2 separate regions of the Sus scrofa genome follow, and region 2 is linked to region 1. The links are chromatin contacts, called in public HiChIP or PLAC-seq maps. All regions are on one chromosome and are shown on one strand. Each heading gives the region's core, a stretch centred on a gene start, on an enhancer-like site or on the middle of the called end of the contact. The rest is flanking DNA. Distances are from core to core; before and after follow the strand shown. Region 1 overlaps FREM2 (FRAS1-related extracellular matrix protein 2). Region 2 overlaps FREM2 (FRAS1-related extracellular matrix protein 2).

What was found. HiChIP or PLAC-seq counts read pairs in DNA pulled down with a chosen protein or histone mark.
Region 2: an H3K27ac HiChIP or PLAC-seq map of skeletal muscle shows a contact between it and region 1. The contact joins two enhancer-like sites. A contact is called at or near these places in 1 of 5 promoter capture datasets (liver), 23 of 47 Hi-C or Micro-C datasets (adipocytes, alveolar macrophages, brain and 13 more) and 1 of 2 datasets of contacts at active chromatin or transcription factors (skeletal muscle).

Annotation. Positions count from the first base shown.
Region 1 is chr11:13,957,366-13,960,578 of Sscrofa11.1, reverse strand. FREM2 (FRAS1-related extracellular matrix protein 2) reads right to left here. Exons shown (of 30, transcript XM_021065218.1): 6 at 2,367-2,524; 7 at 1-1,828. The coding sequence starts at 714. Among named protein-coding and RNA genes, the nearest start is that of FREM2, 180 kb to the right of the region's middle. Within about 2 kb of position 1,503, at least 28 of the 83 cell types and tissues checked have an H3K27ac peak or open chromatin away from gene starts, as enhancers often do. A contact at or near this core is called in fetal skeletal muscle and skeletal muscle, where this site is marked.
Region 2 is chr11:14,031,436-14,034,648 of Sscrofa11.1, reverse strand. The region is part of intron 8 of FREM2 (FRAS1-related extracellular matrix protein 2); the gene reads right to left. Among named protein-coding and RNA genes, the nearest start is that of STOML3, 120 kb to the left of the region's middle. Within about 2 kb of position 1,573, at least 7 of the 83 cell types and tissues checked have an H3K27ac peak or open chromatin away from gene starts, as enhancers often do. A contact at or near this core is called in fetal skeletal muscle and skeletal muscle, where this site is marked.

The sequences.
Region 1 (3,213 bases), core at 254-2,753:
GTAGTGAAGGAGTTCCCCGTAGCGAGGCAGCGCGCCCAAGCCGGAGAGGATGCCCACCCGACACTCCTCAGTCTGGGGCTGGTAGGCGAATTCCAGGGACCGCGCGTCCAGGGCATTGCTGGTTCCCAGCAGTTCCTCCACGACCAGGGGCAAGTTCCGAGTCACAATCTCCAGCTGGGTGAAGACCACCTCCACCTCCAGTACCAAGGGTAGCACTGCCGCCCCTCCCGGTGCATCGTAGCGCAGCTGCAGCCGGACTCGATCTCTAGATGGGCTGCGCGCCCCCAGGTGCGAGTAGCGCACCTCTCCAGCGCCAAAGTCGCATGGGAAGCGCTTGGGACTCAGGCGGCCAGGCCTCTGGGCCAGCGCATCGTTGTCGAGCACGGTCACTGAGCAGCGGTCCCCCGGCTGCACCTGCAGCACCAGGTCCTGCAACGGATCCAGCCAGACCTCACGGCCGAAAGGCACCCGGAGCCCACGGTTCGCCAGGACTACGGCCTCTTTGGCGGGGACCCCTGCTACCCCCGCAAGATTCGGGGACAGCAACGCCCGACCGGGGGCAGCGGGCTGTGCCCGGACGCTGCTTACCGGTGACAGGAGAAGCAGCAGCAGCAGCACCAGCCCGGGCGGCGGAGGAAGCATTGGTTGAAAGTTGGTGGGGTTGGCTGCATGGCGCCCGCAGGCGGTGATCCCGGGGGTCGGAGCTGCGTGCATGGTCCGTGTGTTAGGGCTCCGACAGGTCAGCCTGAGCGCAGTCAGTCCGGGGCAGGGAGCAAGAGAGCCCTCCGGAAAGTGCCAGGAACTCCGCCCGCCGCCCGCAGGGTCCTGCTGGAGCAGGGGCTGGACCAGAAGGATGGGAAAGTGGCTCCGCGCGGTCCGGGCTGGAGCAGCCGCGGAGACTAAAGCGTCCCGACCCGCCCAGCGCGGTTCGCGGCTGGGTTGCGCGGAGAACTGAGTCCCTCCAACCACTCCTTCCCAGGTCCCGGGACCCTGGGCTTTGAGGGAAATCCCTCCCCTCGCACCCCCTTACTCCAGTCCTCCCAGGAGGCCAATCGTCGGTCCCGGGTGGAGGCCCGGAGTCGAGGGTTGGGTAGCGACCTCTGCCAATCAGCTCCGGGGCCGAGGCGGGGAAACCGCGCGGAGGGGAGGAGATGGAAGGCGCTACAGGTTGTCCTGGAAGTAGGCAACTGGCTCGACTCTGGGCTGCTAGGGTTGGGGCTCCAGCAGCGGAGCCGGAACGCGCCTTCCGCCTGCATTCACTTTTTTCAGCTGCCTGTGAACCAGGAATACCCCCACTCTAGTTCCCAATCCCCCCACTTCCATGGGATCCCGCGCAGGGGGTGCTTATTTCTCTCTGAAACTTGCAGACGCAGGAGGAAAGTTAGAAAGCAACGTCGCCAAAGTTTGAATCAAAACCCCAAGCAGTTTAGGGAGAAACTCTGGAGCGTACTTGCCTAAGAAGGAAAACTGGAATTAAAAAGCAATCTAGGGGAGGTTGCGCTCCCTACTCCACAGCCCCCCATCCCCGACTGCTGCTGTGGGCTCGTGCATTACAATGAGTATGGTCCCCGGATTGGTCAGGTTTTAACAAGCGCCTCCTTTGCAACCAAATCTCAGAGTAAAAGGTAAAAGGAGCATTTGGAATGTGTGAGAAATGTAGTCTGATCAGAACTGGGAGAGTCGCACCAAAGGATATGTTCGAGGAATGCAGCCCAGGCTCTTCCAAAGCCGCCGCTGCTTGGGTAGCTGTCATGAGAGACGTTCCTCTTCTCGCCGTAATTGGACCAAGTACACACTAAACCCGCTTGTCAGCATTACACTTCTTGGTCTGCCAAGAGAACGGATAAATATCCAGAGGGCGAACTCAAATGGGTTTGATCCCTTCAGCCAGCCGGTTTTGAAGTCAGATTCGAGCTCTGCCTGCCCCCTTGCGTTTGTCCGGTTTCAGAAGAGTGTAGATTCCCTTTCAGAAAGTTTTTTAACTGCTCCCCTCCCAACCCGCTCCCCCCACCAAAAAAAAAAAAAAAACAAAAAACAAAAAACAAAAAAACAAAAAAAAAACCCCACAAAAAACAAAAAGACAAAAACATCCTCACAAATAAAACTCTATCATTTTCAGATTAGTTCTTTTCCTGAGTCTTGCTTTCCTTAAGCAAAATGTTTCATTTGGGGTCATGTTCTTTATGACCCTGATAATTAATTGGAATATAAAATTGAAATAATGATCATCCTCCCTTTTCCTGATTAAAAGTATGTTAGATTTGGGGGAAAAAAGGAGTGCTATGCCCTTTTACAATTCAGTCCAAACTGAGGACATAAGATGCATAAGCAGGCACATATCAGAGAAAAGCATTTATCCCTTTAACCTTTTTTGGTCTTTGGCCTGAGATCCTCCAGTTCAGGGTTTTGATTGCTGCCTGAAGCATTGAGAGCTATTTTCCAGGCCACAGCACAAGCTCTGTATGTAAGTATTGCTGAGAGATGTCAGAGTCCACTCTAGGAAGGCCACTGGGCAGCATCTGTCCTTGGGAGAGGACAGAGAGGGAGAAAGAGAGAGAGAGATTAATTCAAGAGAGCCATTTATCCAAACAAATAACATTTAGTTAATTGAATATTACTTCAGCTTAATCTACATTTTTTGTACTTTCAGGGAACTTTGAACTCCTGCTTACAATTGATACACTAAAACGAATATCCAGAAGCATAGAAGAGATGTGAACAATCTTTTAAACATTTGAGAAAATCCCCATCCAGCTCATCATCAATTTCCAGTCTGCTTTGGCACTGTTACTTTGTAACTTAGTAGGGTTATTTATTATTGCATACAGAATTCAAGTTGTAGTGACAAGGAAAAATTCTGTTATATCCTGTTCACAAATAAAACAAACGGAAAGATGTCAAGAGAGACAGGACATCAATTTCAGAACATGGCTCTTTAAATATTGTATTTCAAATTCTGGTTATGTGTTTTGATTGAAAAATGTCAGCTGGAACCCAAGGGGTCTTTAATTCAGGTATTGAGACCCTGGTATGTTCTGACCCCTGATGCTTCTCAGTGGCTCCAGGGGTTTCCTTTCTTCTTTTTAAAGTCCAACTCTATTTGACTTGCAAGCAGTGATAAGATCAGCATTTGAGGTATGGCAGCATGCCTGAAGGGCAGAGTTTGATATTTTGTTTCTTGGTAAGAAGAGGAGAGCTCTGCATTTATTTTCA
Region 2 (3,213 bases), core at 324-2,823, 74 kb before region 1:
GCCTACGCCACAGCCACAGCAATGAGGGATCTAAGCCGCATCTGCGACCTACACCACAGCTCAACCTACACCACAGCTCATGGCAATGCCGGATCCTTAACCAACTGAGCGAGGCCAGGGATCGAACCCACAATCTCATGGTTCCTAGTCAGATTCGTTTCTGCTGTGACTTCTCTCTCATTTAGATTGTAGCTCCATCATGTCCTAGATTTTGTTCCAAACTTCTTGCCGTGCTACACCAGGCCGCTCTGGTCTATCTGGACACCCCCAGCTTCACATCCCATCACTTCTCCATGGAGAAAAACATCTGGTCACATCCAACTTCTCACTGTTTTCTGCACACAATGACTGCTTTTGCATGTGGGAAGTCTTCTGCCCAGAATATCTCTCGCTTCCTACTCCTCCTCGCAATTTAAGTCCAACTCCGCTAAGGCTTGGGAAGCCTGGCTTAGCCTGCTGTGTGTACTTCTGTATCTCCAATCAGAGTCATTGTCACTCTTTATCTTCATGTGCATTCTGCCACTAACCGCCTGAGCCGCCCCTCCCTCAACACCCCCACCCCCAGCCCCTGCCCCAGGACAGGCATTCATCTAGTGTCCAAATCCAATTTAATAACACTCTTTCTAACACATCTGGCACATGCTATGAATGCTATACAAAGATTTTAGTGATTACCTATGAATGTGAACGACTGGAATTTGTGTTTATCTAGGTAAGACCGCCAAGGGGTTATTGATAACAAAAAGCCTGTTTAACCTTCCCTTCCCTTAGGAAACAGCATAGATGCTCTTAGAGTTTGCTAACTTCACTTCTACTCACAGATTCACAAAACTTATTTTCTGGTTGAGGATGAGGGTGTCAGGTTACTAGTTAATCAGGGGTTTCAAGTAACACAGAGCCGAACAAGTTTGCCAAGGATTTTATATGTCCACTTCTTTCAGATTTTATTTGAAATAAAATTCATAAACAACACTGAGAAACTTTGCGTCTCGTTAAGACCTGGGCATGCTCCAAGCACTTATCTTAAATGCTCAGCATTCACTCTACATCGGGGATTTTTAAATAGATATCTTGCTAGAGAATATAAAGTTAAGTGTATAAAGCTTAACTCTGAGTTGAATGAAAAAGTTCGTAACTCTTCTGACTTCTACAGACGCAAATCATCCTGCATTTCAGAATTTGTAAAATCAGAGGTACTACTTATGCAGGAGTGATAGGAGGATTTGAGGAACTAAGCTGAAGTTTATTATAACTTTCATTCTTACACTGGCCTTGCAAAACAGAACTCCATAGTTGATCTAAAGAACAGAAAGACATGTTATTTATTCATTTGTTACCTACCATGTAAATTCTTCTAAAACCTCAAAGCATGGGAATAATCAGTGTTGACATTTTTAATAACAGCAGCAGCAGCTGACAGAAGGTTTAGTGAAGTTTAGGTGACGTTAACTTAAAAAACCGACAAAGTTTTACTTCAGTGTGATTCTTTGCTTTTCTAAAACAGCTTCTGTCATCTATGTGGTGCAAGGAGCTGGTCTCAACATCTCACTGGAAACAAATTAAAGTCTGTGACTTGTGTCATAAATCCACACAACAGGTGCCTGACAGCTGATAACTACACTCCCAAATGCTTTGTCCCCAAGCCCTGACACCCCAGCCATTAAGGTTTTGATGAAAAGACCTCTTTTGAACTTCTCCAGCTGGTCTTTAGGCATCTTCATCTTCTTTTCCAATGGGAACACAACAGGTTTTTTGTTTTGTTTTGTTGTGTTTAGAATAACAAAGAGTCACAACCTTCAATTAGCCCTCCCAAGGAACATAGGGCTGCCTGGTTTCTAGAAAGACGAAGGATACTTTTCTTAACGAGACTAGTGTCACCACTTTGACTTCTGTTTAAAAAAGGGTAATTTCTGGGTGTCCACTTAATTTTGACAATTTTCTTCTTGAAGAAAAGATAGTTACCTGTAGAACATAATTCCACTGGTAGTATTTTTCCAGGCTGCCAAGGTTTTCTAACTTCCTACAGTTCCATTTGCCCAGAATAAAATAGTTTCCAGCATGAAATCTGAACTGGAAATCAAATACACAGCTATTTTTAAAAGCTGGATATCCCTATACCTTTAAACCAGCCGTAGGGATAGATATTTAATATTTAAAAAGATTAAGATATGAAAATTACTTTATTGGGGATAGTTGATAATTTCATTCTCAAGCTGTCTTGTTCTCCTACAAGGTAAGGAGAGTGGTTAGCAACCATGCTACTACCTTCAGCATCAGTCTTACTAATTATTGTGAGAATCAAAAATTAAAGTTAAAATAAGGGATTCATTTCCTTGCCTTTTCTGCATGAGGATGATCCTTTAAACTCTGCTTGGCCTTAGAATCTTCCAGAAAAGAATTTCTGAGAACTCCTGAAATTCTGTCTTCTGGCCCTTAAAGTCAGGTTGGCTTTTACTGTTTTACAGAAAACCTCCAGGTATGAAGCTGAAGCCTACTGGTTCTTACCACCCCCACTCCCACCCCCAGAAGTTGACACTGAACTTTGGAAGATGGAACAAGTACACCGATGATGTGCATGAGCTAGAGGCTGGCAAGTGTTGGGAGAGAGGCACTGATAATGAGCTGGGGGAGTTCACAAGAGAGGGATTACTTTGACCTGAGGGGATCAAAGACAAGTTCATGGAAGAGACAGTGTTTAAATGGAGCCCTAAGTACAGGCATTTGGACACTCCAAGAGATGGGGGGGAAAGGTGTTCCTGCAAGATTAAGTATAAGAACAGAGATAAGAAATGAGTAAAAAGGAAACTTCAAAGAATGTGATCGCTCAGGACATTGACTCAATATTTATTTCCTTCTCCTTTTCCTATTTAAGTAATTGGATATTAAAGACAAGGAAGGAGTGGTCAAGATGCATTCAGAATCTGCCCTGGGATGGGGTGGGGAAGGGAGCCCTAATCCTGACCCAGACACCCAGAGAGGAAGAACCTTGACCTGAGGGCAGCTGTGCCTTGGTATGACCAATGGAACTCCAAGAGACTGAGAGATAGACCAGGAAAACACATCAACAGATTTTTTAACTCTGCAGACTGCTTAATAACTCCAAGGATTTAGTCCAATCATCACACGTTGATAATTGGCTTGTTAGTTTCTTCCTCCATTCTCTACACACCCACCCTCAGCACACCCGCCGCCATATGCATTCCAAAACAGAGG